Regions from separate parts of the Rattus norvegicus genome. Here regions 1 and 3 are each linked to region 2. Evidence: chromatin contacts called from public Hi-C data. All regions are on one chromosome and are shown on one strand. Each heading gives the region's core, a stretch centred on a gene start, on an enhancer-like site or on the middle of the called end of the contact. The rest is flanking DNA. Distances are from core to core; before and after follow the strand shown. Region 1 overlaps Adamts9 (ADAM metallopeptidase with thrombospondin type 1 motif, 9). Region 2 holds the start of Adamts9 (ADAM metallopeptidase with thrombospondin type 1 motif, 9). Region 3 overlaps LOC102555978 (a long non-coding RNA gene).

The links. Hi-C and Micro-C count contacts between places; a contact is called where the count stands out from the background.
Region 1: a contact with region 2 is called in a Hi-C map of Schwann cells, with 11 times the contacts expected there. The contact joins the enhancer-like site here to the promoter of Adamts9 in region 2. A contact is called at or near these places in 6 of 12 Hi-C or Micro-C datasets (the A7r5 cell line, Schwann cells, frontal cortex and 3 more).
Region 3: a Hi-C map of mammary epithelial cells shows a contact between it and region 2, with 1.6 times the contacts expected there. The contact joins the enhancer-like site here to the promoter of Adamts9 in region 2. A contact is called at or near these places in 2 of 12 Hi-C or Micro-C datasets (mammary epithelial cells and psoas muscle).

What each region holds. Positions count from the first base shown.
Region 1 is chr4:126,861,954-126,866,503 of GRCr8, reverse strand. It overlaps Adamts9 (ADAM metallopeptidase with thrombospondin type 1 motif, 9), which reads left to right. Exons shown (of 39, transcript NM_001107877.1): 37 at 3,739-3,925. The coding sequence ends at 3,882. Among named protein-coding and RNA genes, the nearest start is that of Adamts9, 160 kb to the left of the region's middle. Within about 2 kb of position 3,228, at least 6 of the 93 cell types and tissues checked have an H3K27ac peak or open chromatin away from gene starts, as enhancers often do. A contact at or near this core is called in Schwann cells, where this site is marked.
Region 2 is chr4:127,017,688-127,022,090 of GRCr8, reverse strand. It overlaps Adamts9 (ADAM metallopeptidase with thrombospondin type 1 motif, 9), which reads left to right and starts at 2,215. Exons shown (of 39, transcript NM_001107877.1): 1 at 2,215-2,666; 2 at 3,250-3,653. The coding sequence starts at 2,552. All of the region lies in intron 1 of LOC102555978 (a long non-coding RNA gene), which reads right to left.
Region 3 is chr4:127,227,933-127,232,647 of GRCr8, reverse strand. LOC102555978 (a long non-coding RNA gene) reads right to left here. Exons shown (of 6, transcript XR_005503755.2): 5 at 1-4,715. The region is part of intron 2 of LOC120102344 (a long non-coding RNA gene); the gene reads left to right. Among named protein-coding and RNA genes, the nearest start is that of Adamts9, 210 kb to the right of the region's middle. Within about 2 kb of position 3,082, at least 1 of the 93 cell types and tissues checked has an H3K27ac peak or open chromatin away from gene starts, as enhancers often do.

The DNA.
Region 1 (4,550 bases), core at 1,979-4,478, 160 kb after region 2:
TCCTTTGGGAAGTTAATTCTTCAATAAATGGAGGGTAATTTGTTTTCATTTATTTTAATAACTCAGAGACACGAACTCATTTACTAAGTTCTGATAAGAAGCAATGGCTAAGTAGGAAAAGTCTACGCCAGGGAGAGGATTTATATTTTCCCCTCAGACAATACTTCAGACTCTATTGGGCTCCTTAAAAATTTATTGAGCACTAACTGTACTTACGAAAACCATGAGGTTCTTTTTTTATTCCAACTCGATTTTCCAGGGAACAGTTTATAGGTCGTCTGCTTGTGTGCAGTAGTCTGCAACTTCATGGTTGCATCAGCATCAAAGCAGAGGGATGCTCCATTTGAGCCTCTGTTTCCTCCTCTTCATCCTTGGTCTTTGTTTTAAAAACATATTTTTCAGTACGAGTAAATTTCCCCACCCGTCACCTCAGCAGATGCTAGGATGTGGGTTTATTTTTACTCTGACTGTGGTAGACTCAGCATTGCTTCCATTGCCCCTGAAATCAATCACTCGCTGTTCTTGAGAGTTTTCCGTATTTCAGACGCTGTGCTTAACACCCTTAAGATATTAGCACTGAATCTCACTTTCCCATCCCCTTGAGATGAAGTTCTAACTTTTCCAAACCACACAGATGTCTAAGGACAGGATGGACTTGATTTCAAGATGTCTGACTCCATCTCCACTATGGTAGATGTCTTTCTCACTCTGTTAACAGGCTGAGTTCTGACTCATTTACTCCCTCCTGTTGGTCACAAATAGGATCCCTGTTGGTCTAAGTACCTTTTTCTGCAGACCCTCAGTATATATCCTCATTCCCCCCTGCCTCCCACCCAACCAAGAGGCAGCAGTTACAAGTCATATGCCTCTTAAATGCCAACGACAAGACTATTGATGCAAATATGTTCCACAAGAGAGATAGAAGGAGCATCAGGGTTTCTTCCCCTCTCAGGTACTTAGCTCTTAGAGTGACTGGATTGGAATTTCCATGCCAGCCCCTTCACAGCATCTACATTCTGGGGACTTCAATAACAAAGCAGACCAGGTGTGGCTTCTGCAATGCAGTGAGGTGGAGTGGACAGCAAGTGGGAGGGAGAAAGCAAGCAGCCCTGGGTCACCTGTGATGTGGGACACTCCGCATGGTGGCTCCTGCTCCTCTGAGTAACAGTGACCAGGAGCTCAGGGAGTGACCGGTGGAATCTGGGCACAGTCCTGTGCACTCTCAACACTGCAGAGGCTAAAGCAGGAAGACACCAAGCTCCAGACAGCCTAGGCCAATAATGAGACTTTCTCTCAAAACTCTTTCATTAGGAAGGAGGCAGGGCATGGGGGAGGGACTCTGTGAGGGGAGTACCAGAAGGGGAACAGCAATTGGGATATAAAATGAATGAATAAATGATAATAGGGGAAAATAGTAAGGAAAAATGCCAGCAACAGAAAACTCTGAGAGGAACCTGGCTTGGAAGTCCCAAGCAAGCCATACTTGCAAACACCTTGTTATAAAGCCACTCTATATAAGGAGCACTAACATCTACACAGTATGGTCATTTAAATTATCTAATAATACCTCTCTTTTTCTGCCAGGTAAAAAGCTAGGTACAGTATAGGGAGGCCTTCCATCCCATAGCCTCCTTTGGAAAACAAAGTTTGGTCTCACCTACTTTATGGGTAGGCTGGAGAAGTGAGCCACTTGTCTACCCTCCCTGACACAGATGCAGGAGAGGCCGTTGTGGAATGGATCCACCTTTTGCACCTGCTCCAACATTTCTCAGTGCAGCAGCTTGGACCTGGAGAAGCAGGCCGGATAGCTCTGAGGGGAAAGGGGAACTCTTCTGTTACTTACAGCAATCCCATGGAGTTCTTGGTGTCCAGCTGTTGCATACATCCCTGCCATTGACTGGAGTGTCTCGAACTGTCTGTAGACATTGCCACATTTCTTCGGAAGATGCATCACCCCTACTGGTATCAGTGATTGGTCACTCTGGAAGCAGAAATCTTCTTTCCCATGTCATATTTGTAGTGCCTTAGCTCCAGAAGGATTTGGAAGTCATTATTTCCTATTTATGAAACTTGCAGGGAGAAGAAACTCTGAGGCACTCCTCTTAGAAATTTCACCCAAAGACCTAAGATGTGCTATTTACTGGAAAAAACGGTCAACTTCCAGGGACATGTTACTACCAATAGCTAATATATATACATAGACCAAGTAATACTGAGCCCCTCCCCTAAGTAATTACCATTAAACCAGGGCAAAGAAAACAAGAATTTGTTAGGAAACAGTTAGGAAATTCAGGAGCATTTAGAAATTTAGAAAACACAGAAGTTATACTTGTATTTTTGTTACAGATGCCAGTGTTTCTACTAAGTATCAACAACATGAGAGCTTATTTACTTTCATATTTCTCCCAAGTTTTGTTTAAGGCAAGGTTTCCCTAGGTAATGCAGGTGGCCTGGATCTGACTGCCATCCTCCTCCTCAGTCCTCTGAGCAGTGATATCATAGGCAGGGCCTACCACAGCCAGCTTCTACACTTCTAACTTTATTTACTTCTCATTACTACAGTAAATGAGGGAAGTATGTACATTAACTTCCATTTTAAAGATGGACCAACTGAAGTTTGGAAAGGGCTGAACTAACCCCTCCTTCCCCCCTCCCCTCTTCCCCTCCCTCCCTCCCTCCCTCCCTCCGTCACCCCCTCCCTTGCCTCTCCTCCTCTCTCTCTCCTCCTCCTCCTCCTCCTCCTCCTCCTCCTCCTCCTTTCTCTCTCTCTCTCTCTCTCTCTCTCTCTCTCTCTCTCTCTCTCTCTCTCTTATCTAATCATTGCTGAAGGAGTTAACTCTGACATACTAGGTTTGGTTCTGAGTAACAGCTCTCCGTTATCTCTTTGTTTTAACTTTTTTCAAAGTCGTGGGTTCTCAGTTCTGGGAGAAAGTAATCCTGAGAACATGTTCAGGGTCACAGAACATTCTCAGCTTGGAAACCGCCAGTGTTGGATCTGGTTTTGAGAGAGGGGAGACCGGTTTAGTACTACGGCACTGGCTCCTTAGAGATAAATATCAATATTAAAGGCCCAGACCACACACCCTTGTGGCCTTTGGGAATTCTGTTCCGGAACTAAGTCTGTGTGTGCCCGCGGGCGCGCGCGCGGGCGCTTGGGTGGGGGGGTGTTCAGAAGATGGACTGGGAGTGTGCGCTATCTTCAGCAGGCCAAGAGCGTCCTCTTCTGGCTACCTTTGGAAACGCGCCACTGCTTTGAACTCACACCCAGCGGTGCTTGGTACAGAGTGTGCTTGCTCTTCGCCCCAGGGAACTGGAAGCCCAGGAAACTTTGGCAGCTAGATCTTGTTAGAAAAATTACACTGTGGCATTTTGGTCGTGAAGGAATCCGATAATTGCGAGCAACATCGGGGTTACTGTGCTACGGAGGCTGGCAGGAGGAAGCTTTGAGAGAGGATTTAGAAGTCAGTAAAGACGACCTGAGAGCTTTCTGTGTTCAGGAGGGAGTTAATCGACTGTGATCCAGGGTTTCACCATCTGTAAACAAAATCCCTACCTAGAAATCATGAATGTAACACACCTGGTTCTGACAATGGAACAACAAAATACCTTCAATGATTAGCGGCCATCAAAATTAATTAACACCCTTCTACTTACCAAAGTCCCTTTGAATGTGTCAGCTCTGCCTTGGTTGGTATGTCACACGGGCTGAAAGTCTTTTGTGTTGGCTTTGTGTTCCAGGGCCGTTTTAGCATCAACCTTTATGGGACCGGGCTGTCCTTAACCGAGTCTGCCAGATGGACATCACAAGGGAATTATGCCGTTTCAGACATCAAGAAGTCTCCGGTAAGGCTCTGTATTGCTTGGGGGATGGTTCTTGTTTAACATCTTATGAAGACGGTGGCTCTGTACTGAAGGAGCAGAGCCGGCATGCTTTTCCCATTCACCAAACTTTTGTTCCCCAAAGTGCCAGAGAGAAAATTTAGGACACAAATACGGGAAGGAATTTAGAGGTGGGTGAAACAGGAGAGACTCACTGGTTGAAGCTTTTCCCACCTACTAAATTCGAAGCCATCCAAGCGCCTGGAAAGACTACTGGATCAAAAGGGGTCGGGGCAGGGCTCTAGCATACACACAGCTCAAATATCTTAACTAATCAAATGCAACTTGCCTATTCAAACCTCGAAAAAATTGATGTTTTGGTTTGGTTTGCTCTGCCCAGAAACAGTTGCAGTTCCAGTAGGAAGAGGTTATGGGGTGATATTTTCTGGAAAGTTAGGAATACAATAATCCACTTTTGGGGGGTGGAGGTTGAACCCAGTACACTTAGCATGTCAGCAACCCCAAAGCATTTGGAAGGCAGGAGCTAGGACCCTGGTCTTCTGGGTCCAATTCTGTAGCTGAACAAGCCCCCAAGTGGTTGACAAGCATAGCCCGAGAATCACCCACCCTGTGGAGCCACCTGTTTAATTGTACCCTCTGGTCCCTCTGACTAGGCTGAGGGGATCCAAACCTCTGGGGCTGTGTCTCCATGGTGATCCTAAAGGACAGTG
Region 2 (4,403 bases), core at 966-3,465:
AGAATCTGGTATTAAGGTTTGAGACATAAAGCAAAAGTGTGAAGGTACACCGGAGAAAATGTGTCCCTTTCTGTGGTAATTTTTAAGACCTTTTTTATTTTTAATTACACATATGTGCATATGCGTGCAGAGTGTAATTTAGGGGAGTGGCCAGAAGAGAGTGTGGGACCTCCTGAAACAAGTTACAAACAGTTGTAAACATCCAAATATGGGTAGTGGAAACCAAACCCAGGATCTCTGTAAGGGCAGCAAGTGTTTCTTACCAAAAAGCTATCTCTTCAGCCCCTCACATGGTAAGGTCTGTGAGGTTAGCATCTCTTGATCAGGAGGTGTTTGAATTAAAATTGAGGAATTGTCTGGTAGAAGATACTATCGGAAGCGCTAGGCTTATGAGCTACTGTGGTAGTGCTATAAAGTCCTCACTGCAGTTGGTTCCTGTGGACTGATTTCCATGCTCAACTCCCAGCAACTCCCAAGCACCAGATTAAAAGTGGTCTTTACCACCTAATGCAAAGGAAGGTGGCACGCGAGAAGGAATTCACTTTCATGAGTTATTTTGAAGATTCAAGGTTGAAAGGACACCTTTTAAATTCTCTGCTTCTTTTGTTTGCTATTTTATTTTACATCGTGACAGGGTCTCTTGTATAGTTTAGGCTGGCCTAGATCTCTCCAACCTCCTGTCTCAGCCTCCTGAATAGCGAGGTTTCAAGTGCACACCAGCACAGGGATACCGGATGCCTGGCCCTTTCGCTGTGGCAGTGCTGCCTAGCCAATTGGATCAGCAACATCTTTAGGAAATGGCAGCCAAGTCATTTTTCCGCTATCATCAGAACTGTACACATCATTGTTTCCAGGATGGGTGGCACTCGCAGCACACTGCTTTCTGGTCTCTATCAGCACTAATATTCTCAGCTCTGAGTAGCGGGCCAAGCAGCAGAGAACTCCGGTTCTAGGAAACGTGGACAATTATAAATTTGTTAGTCATATCAGTTACTGAAAATGCCTTTTTCCTTTCCCTTTGAATTAGTGCATCCTCTCTTCCCGAGAGCTAAGGGGGAAAGGTGCTTTTGAATAATCCATGGTTTTAACCATTTTCCCTCTTCACTTCCTCCCCCTTCTCCCTGTTGCTCTTTTCTCCTTTTCTAGAGTTCTGGATTCCAAATGTTCATCTTCAACCGGAGGGGGATGATAGATTACTTGAAGTATCTGTTTGGAGCCACTTCCATGCTCGCATCCTCTCTAACCGCTGAAAGCAAGCGGAAGTGACTGCGAACTCCCTGGGGGTTTGAGTGCCTTCCCCAGGACCTACAGCTTCACAGTCCTTCCCTACTCCCTTCCCTTCAGATGTCGGGAAGAGTTGGGGGCTTCCAAGACCCCAAACCCCACTAACTGCACAGTAAGCACCTTAACCTTTTTGGGAAAAAGACCTACAGAAACCTGTAGACGCTCTAGCCACAGAGACAGAAGTCCCGGGAAGACCCGGGTTTAAACTGTTGCGAAACTTTCAGGCAACTACGGATCTGAAACACTACTGGAACTACAGGACTGAGCTAGATCCCTGACTTTTAAACTCTCGACTTGGGGCAATTAAGTAGAGTGGAGCTCAGGTGACAAATCTGGTTTCTAGTGATCAAGTGTAGGATCTAGACCGAGCAAGGCTACTTTCTCTTGTAAGGAATGCCAAGTGGGGTGATGGAAAGAGACCAGGGCAGAATGAAGAGAACAGGCAGAAACGGTGAAATGGAGAAAGCGCAGTAGAAAGTGGAGAAGGGAGAGACCATCGGAGAAGAGGGACAGGGGCCCAAAGAGACCTTCACCAAGACCTGGCTAGGGAGAGATTCCAAATGGGAGACCTAAGTCGTAAAGGAGAGTCGGAGTGGGTGGCTGAGCGCCACCGAGAACTTTCTCTGCTCTCCGTCCTCAGTCTCTGAAAACCCCACCTCGGGGAGGTGACGCGGACGGCCGCCAATTGCTCCGGCGCTGCCGGCGTCTCTGGCCTCCGCCTCCGGCAGCTGGAGGGGCCTAAAGCGGTGAGTCCTGGCACCCGCGGCCGGCCGAGGAGGGGACAGGATCTGCAAGGAGGCGGGACGCCTGCCCCGCTTTCTCCTCCCCTCTCCTCCTCCTGGAGGCGTGCACCTAGGGTATTTGAGCGCCCGCGGGGGCCCCCGCCCCCTGGCCCCCCATTCAAGAAGCGGCTCGGCTAACTCAGCCAGCAAAGGGCGCCCGGCGCGCCTCGGAGCGCACGTTCCGCGCCTTCTCCTGCCCGCAGGCTGGACATTATGCGGCGGAGCCGCCGAGCCCTAGTCCTCCGCCTCCTTCTCCTCCTCCTGCGGCCCGAGCGCCTCAGCTCACGGCAGGCGGCAGCGTTGCTCAGCGGAGCGCAGACGGGACCCTCTCTGCAGGACCTCAGCGACTCCTAAAGTCAAAAAGTTGGCGGCAGGGCGCCGGGGTTCCGCGCGCTCTCCACGGCCGCTGCCTCGCGTCGCCGCCAGCCACCAAAGCGGGCAGGAGGGAGGGGGTGGGAGAAGCGGGGGGAGGGGTGAGGAGCACCATGCAGTTAGTATCCTGGGCCACACTGCTAACGCTCCTGGTGCCGGACCTGGTTGAGATGAGGAGCCCCGACTCCGCGGCGGCCGTGCGCAAGGACAGGCTGCACCCGAGGCAAGGTAACATGGCTCTGGACCCTCAAGCCCCCCCCCACGCCCCCACACACTCCATCTCCACCTCCTTGAACACGCTCTGGGGCGGGCACCCCGCAGTAGAGGCCTCTCTCCTTTTCCTAGAAAGAATTACCTCCCGTTTTGGAACCTCTCCCTTCTCTGGGTCATCCTTAGTCAACTATTAGGGAGGGAAGCACTGCAAGAATTTTAGGGTCACCCCCCAGTTCTTTTTACCTGACTTTTTACCATCTTATCCCCTGTCCCAAATCAACTCTATTTAATAACTTGGATCACCAGAGAGCGCACATTTTATTGTATTCAGGATATTTATCAGAATATGTAATTATTTTGTTTTTAATATTTGTTCATTGTCTGACTTCTAATGCTCTAATCTCAGCCCCTCACCTAGTTCTCGGCTGTTACTATTACAGTAGGCGCTCAACAAATATTTATCCAGTGGTGGAGCCTGAAAGAATTGACTTAAAGTGGCTGCAAAATAAATTAGGACAAAGCCCCCCATCTTCTTTTTAAATTAAAACTTTCGGGGGAAATGAATGATTAGCTCATTTGCCTCTGTTTCTCCCTGCAGTGAAATTATTAGAGAGTCTGAGCGAATATGAGATCGCGTCTCCCATCCGAGTGAACCCCCTCGGGGAACCCTTTCCCACGAACGTGCACTTCAAAAGAAGGCGACGAAGCATTAACTCTGCCTCTGACCCCTGGCCTGCCTTCGCCTCCTCCTCCTCGTCTTCCTCTACCTCTTCCCAGGAGCATTACCGCCTCAAAGCCTTCGGCCAGCAGTTTCTATTTAATCTCACCGCCCATACCGGATTTATCGCTCCACTGTTCACTGTCACCCTCCTTGGAGAGCCAGGGGTGAACCAGTCCAAACTGTATTCCGAGGAAGAAATGGAACTTAGGCACTGTTTCTACAAAGGCCATGTCAATACCAAGTCTGAGCACACTGCGGTCATCAGCCTGTGCTCCGGAATGGTAAGTGGGCGCGTGCCCCTTCCCTCCTCCCCGCCTCCTCGTCTGCTTCTTTAAGACTTAATTGCACCCTAGTCTGAACCTACCGAGTCTATGCTCTGGCGTTAAATATCAACATTGGCTTAGGTCTCGGAACTGGGGTCTACCGGTGTAGTGCGTGCTCTTCCACTCAAGAAGGGTGTACACATCTATCCCGAGAGGGTCGTGTATGGTTTGGAGCTGTCTTAGATTGGATGAATTGGGTTTGCTGTACGCAGCCCAGCTCTGCAGAGTAGCTTGCATGTAGGTTTACAAACTCGGAGAAAGTTGCTGGGGTTGTGGTTTCTTGTAGCAAACTTGGCTGCTCTGGAGCCCTGCAGCTGAGCGCAGGGCGGACTCAACTCCTCATTGGCGCGTCCAGAGTCAGGGATGTAAACTGACAATCCCTGGACACCCTTACTGGCGCGCTGGGACATCTCTCTGGTTGTGGACGCTGCTACACAACCGAGTGTCCCCGCGTTCTTTCCTCTCGGAGCTTTTTATCACGTCAAGGAATTTTGAAACCGAACCAGATTGACAGGGAAGCCGATCCTGTCCCGGGAAAGGAAGGGTGGGCCAAATACTCTGAGAGCCGGGAGTGAGGGCGGAGCCTGTCTCTAAGGCGGTGTTTAGGGTTAGAAGGTGGGGGGAGGGGTGGTGCACTGCAGTCCGACTCTGCACCCTGCTGGCGTGGTGGCTGGAGGCGCTAGAGTAGTGGGAGAGCCTGGAGAGATA
Region 3 (4,715 bases), core at 1,833-4,332, 210 kb before region 2:
CATGGACTCCCAACGATTATGTTTGCCCTGGCTTGCCTCAACGTTTATCTGCTTGTTGTTCTGCCCCAGATTTGCTGTCTCTGGATGGGACCTAAAGCTTAAGGATTCCAAGTTTGAAATCCATTTTCCAGGCCTGGCAACCTGTGATGCTGGTTTCTTTAATCCTCCTCTTTCACATGGCTCTAATATGTCGAGGACTTTCCTGAAAGGTTAAGTAAACTTTGGTGGAAGTCACAAGAAGTCCCAGAGAAGGAAAGAAAGTTAAAGCAGGAATCGTGACTGCATTCAAACAGCCTTGAAATTTTTTCTCTTCAATATTTTTAAGCCCCACTCACTTTAAATGGAAGACTCCTGGAGATATGTATCAACGATACCATAAAACCACAATGGCTGTCATTCCCCCCAACCAAGACAATGGAACTAAATGATTCGTTTATTGCTCTTGTTCAGGAACATGGCTCTTGGGTTATAATGAACAGTTTATTGAGTAATTACTATGACCCAGCCAACATGTTAGAACTGTCAACAAAAGCACGCTTTAATGCTCATCACACAGAGTTAGTCCTGTGTTCGTTCCCCTGAGAAAAGTTTAGATGCTTCACCCAAGATCACTCATCTAGCAAGAACAAGATCGACCCATAGATTAAACTCTAGGTGTGTTAATCCCATTGTTCAAATCAACAGTCTTGAGTTCCAGTGTAAGCTTTGAGTTTTAGAGAGTAAAGAAATTATTTGTAAAATGAAGATGACAATATTCTGTCTTTAAGGTTAAGGAGTTGAGACGAGTGAGAGTTCATTTCTAGACTTTAAAATGATGGGCATATGTACCGTGTTATTATTTTATGCATCCATTAGTTAGTGGGATACCATGCTAATAGGATTCTAATTAATTGGCAAAGAATGCTCAGACTGTAGCTGAGAAGCCTCACTATCCATAAAAGGAAGACATTGGCTTTGGACTTGCTCCAGCTTGACTTAGTTACTGAGCGACATTGAGCAGCTCAATTAAAGCTGGCCTGGCTAATGAAGTAGCCAGCTCGAAGCTCCCTGGTTCTGCCCTGGGTTTTGACACTCTCATTTGTTTTACACAGTATGCAAATATACAGGAGTCCAAATACGAGACTATTACACTGTTGGTTTTTTACGTGTTTGAGGTCTAGGTTAGAAAACTTGACATGAATTTGAAGAGCCTCATGGTATTCTCTTTGCCTTATTCGAAGTTTCGGGTGATTTTTCTACTTTTCTGGTCCTACCTTCTTATTTCTATTCTAATGACTCAGATGGTCTTCCTAATTCTGAACGAGTCTTCTCATGACTTAAGAGTCTTTTTCTCTGCCCCAGGCAAAGAAAAGCAAACTGGACTTAATTGAGATACCTCTTTAATATCCAAGTCCAGTGCTTCTCCAGAAAGGTTAATGTCACATGCCAATGATCAGAGACACGCCCTTCCAAAACCAGCCCTGTCGAGAATGGCATGTTTGTGAAGGGACATAAAACTCAGCATGTTGTAGAATTCTCTCACATAGTATTGAAACTTGACTTTTAATTTTTTCAACTTTAGGAGAAAAATGCTATCTCAGTTTAAACAATGCTTCCTTAAGGGACACTGCAGAGAAATGACCGAGTCCCTGGAAACTGACTGGGCAATACTGTTGGTATTCAGGAACTTCAAGTCGTAAATTAATCTCAAGTCAAATTTTTGTGAAATGTCAGATTTTAGCAACCAAAAAACAAATCAGTCAAACATATCCACAGATATTATCACAGAATATGATCTGTACTTCATGCCTTTCCGAGTGAGCCACTTCTGAAGACATTGTGAGAGAATCTACATTTTCCCATAATTTGCAATTAGCAAGGTGGTGCTGAAATGTTTGTTAAGGCAAGATGGTGATGATGATGATGATGATGGTGGTGATGATGATGGTGGTGATGATGATGATGGTGGTGGTGGTGGTGGTGGTGGTGGTGGTGGTGGTGGTGGTGGTGGTGGTGATGATGATGACAAATAAAAGAAAAAATGCTTAGCCCTGGTTTGGATTGAGTGAGACCATGGCAAGCAATGTTACATTCTTTTCTTTCTCAATAGCTTTGACTCTTCTTTTCTTTGAGTATTGGTAATGCTCAGAAGACATTTTCAAATATCTGACTTCCAACTCTAAGGCCAACTAAGAAAAAATGACCTGGAATAGGGATTTAGCAGAAAGACAAACAAAAAACAAAACAACTTCAGAACATTTAGCTTGGGCTTCACATCAGAGAGAGGTTAAATAATATATATGGCCAAAGAAATATTTATCCAATAAATTCTACCTGTCAACATTGTAAACGTGGTATTAAAAGCCCCAGTCCTGTTTTTAGGAAGCAACGACAGAGGCAAGGGACTATGAACAAGCTCTGCCATCCGCTCCTACTTGAAAAAGACACCCAGCCTTCCACAGTAGATCCTCCAGGTCTGCTTAGAATGATTGACAAGGGCTCTTTAGGAAAGAAAAGACAGGGGAGAAAACTCAAACCCTTTGAGTTGGTGCACATCATGCAAAGAAGATAAAGCATTAGAAATTTGGTAAGTTGACCCTTGGTTTTCTCTTCTGAATGAAAAAGACTATCTCCATTGTTCTTGCTGACTAGCATCGAGGCAGGCCCACCTCTAATCATGTTTCTTACTGAGGAAGCCTCAGAAGGTATGGGAAAAGATCAATCTTAGCATGATATGGCTTCCTTTTTTAATTTGATTGATGCCAAAAAACCTGCTTTGAGTGGAAGGCTTCAAAAAGCCTTCAAAATGCAGTAAATCCATTTCCTTGGCCTCTGCAGGGCTCCTGAGTCATGGCCCTTAGGTTTTGCTTCTTTTTTTTCTTTTTCTTTTTCTTTCGTTTTTTTTTAAATCCTCCCTCTCTGGATTCTGCATATGAATCAGAACACTTTGTACCATGGAGAAACAATATAAATAAATCATGTGATAAAATGACCTTTTTGAAATCACGTTTTGGCTGGACGATGCTTTTCACAGCTGTCTCTCTGCTCTGACTGCAGATGCCAGGGCGAATGCAGCTTTTACAAGTCCCTCACTGAAGTCTGACATCCAGTTGAATCCAATTCTGAGGAAGCTAAATTCAACACACTTCCTTTTCACATTTTTTTTGGCGGTTTGAAAACACAAACTGCCAGTGATCTGGCATGTGTGCAAGTAATATCCTTATCTTTGGCCTTCAACATTGCTTCTGGAGGGAAGACAGTGGTTCTACGAGAAGGGGCCTGATAACAAGATCTGGAGACAGGATTGCTTGCTTATTTATTGTTTTTGTTTACTGGAATCATTACAGAAGCTCACTGTCCTGGGAATTGTTTACTGCAGTGTCATGTAAAGAAGGAAGTGGCCTGAGAAGTGACATGGGAGTCCTCTCTTTCTGTTGTCCTTTTACTAAAAAGTGTGACAGGTCTACATATGCCAGGAGCTGAGACACAGATACAGGGGTGAGACCAGGGGCAGGATGTGAGATGACTGGGGGTGGGGGGCATTTCTCCAGGTGGCCCAGTTTTGAGGAAGTATCTGACAGACTGCTCTAGTTGTCAACATTGCCTAATCCACATGTCAAACAACATTTCCAGGAAATGTCCTGTTTGTGTTCCTTTCCAGAAGGATTAGAATTAACAGATGCACGAGTCCCCAGAATGACTGGAGAAGCTGTGAGGGAGAAAAACATGGCTAGCTGGCCTCCCTTCCTCCCTTCCTTCCTTGCTTCCTGCCTGCCTGCCTTTCTGCTTTCCTCCCCTCCTTCCATTTTGTTTTCAAATTAAAATTTATCTGAGTTGTTATGTATCACTGGGGGCAGAATAAAAAGTAGAAATTAAACATTTTCTCTGAAAGCAGTTCTGGAATGTTCCTGCCCCTTTCTTTCCTAGTCGCGCTAAGTTCTTCTGGAGGGATAGAAAGAATAAATCATAATTTAAAAACAAGAAGCATCTACTCTCCTCCTATCCAAGTGACCTGTGTGTGACTCTTGCCTGGAAGCTAGGCCCTCCCTTCTCCCTTACTCTCCTTGTGACTTCTCTCTGGTGCCCTCCTTTGGATGGCTCAGCTCTTCACTTCTCAGAGTTTATCTTCTTTCACTTCCATCCACTCCTCCTCCTTTACACTCCCATCCCCCTGCCTCTCTCTCTCTCATCAAGACAGCTTCTGTACCTACTTTACTCACTTTCTAACGATAGAAATTGGGTTTGTAGTTTTCCTTGGAATCCTAGCCCAGATACATTGCCCTGAGGTGGACATAGAAGAGGGAAAGAGCCCACTCCTCCCACTCCTGCCCCTGTGCCCTTTTTTGATCATTAAGACAGATACTTAGCTTCTCATGGGCCAGCTCCACCAGGGATGGTTGTAAACTCTACAGGGAAATTAAAAAGGTAAAATAAAGCGATATTTTAAAAACTGTGTTAGCCACATCTCAGCGCTCAAACTTTGCTTTGAAAAACCCGAACAAGAAAATATTGTTGTGTTTTTGAGGACTTCATACAAAATAAATGTTCATCATTTTGTTTATAGTTTAAAATTTGTTTAAGGTTCAGATGGCAAAAAAGATGGTGAAAAATCATTAATGCCAATCATTTAATGCATGTAATAAATAAAGATACTTCCTTTCCATTAAAGGCAGCTGACATGCTAGCTAAGCATTAGTATGGATCCTATAATGGTGCCACCAGTCAACCATTTTGAC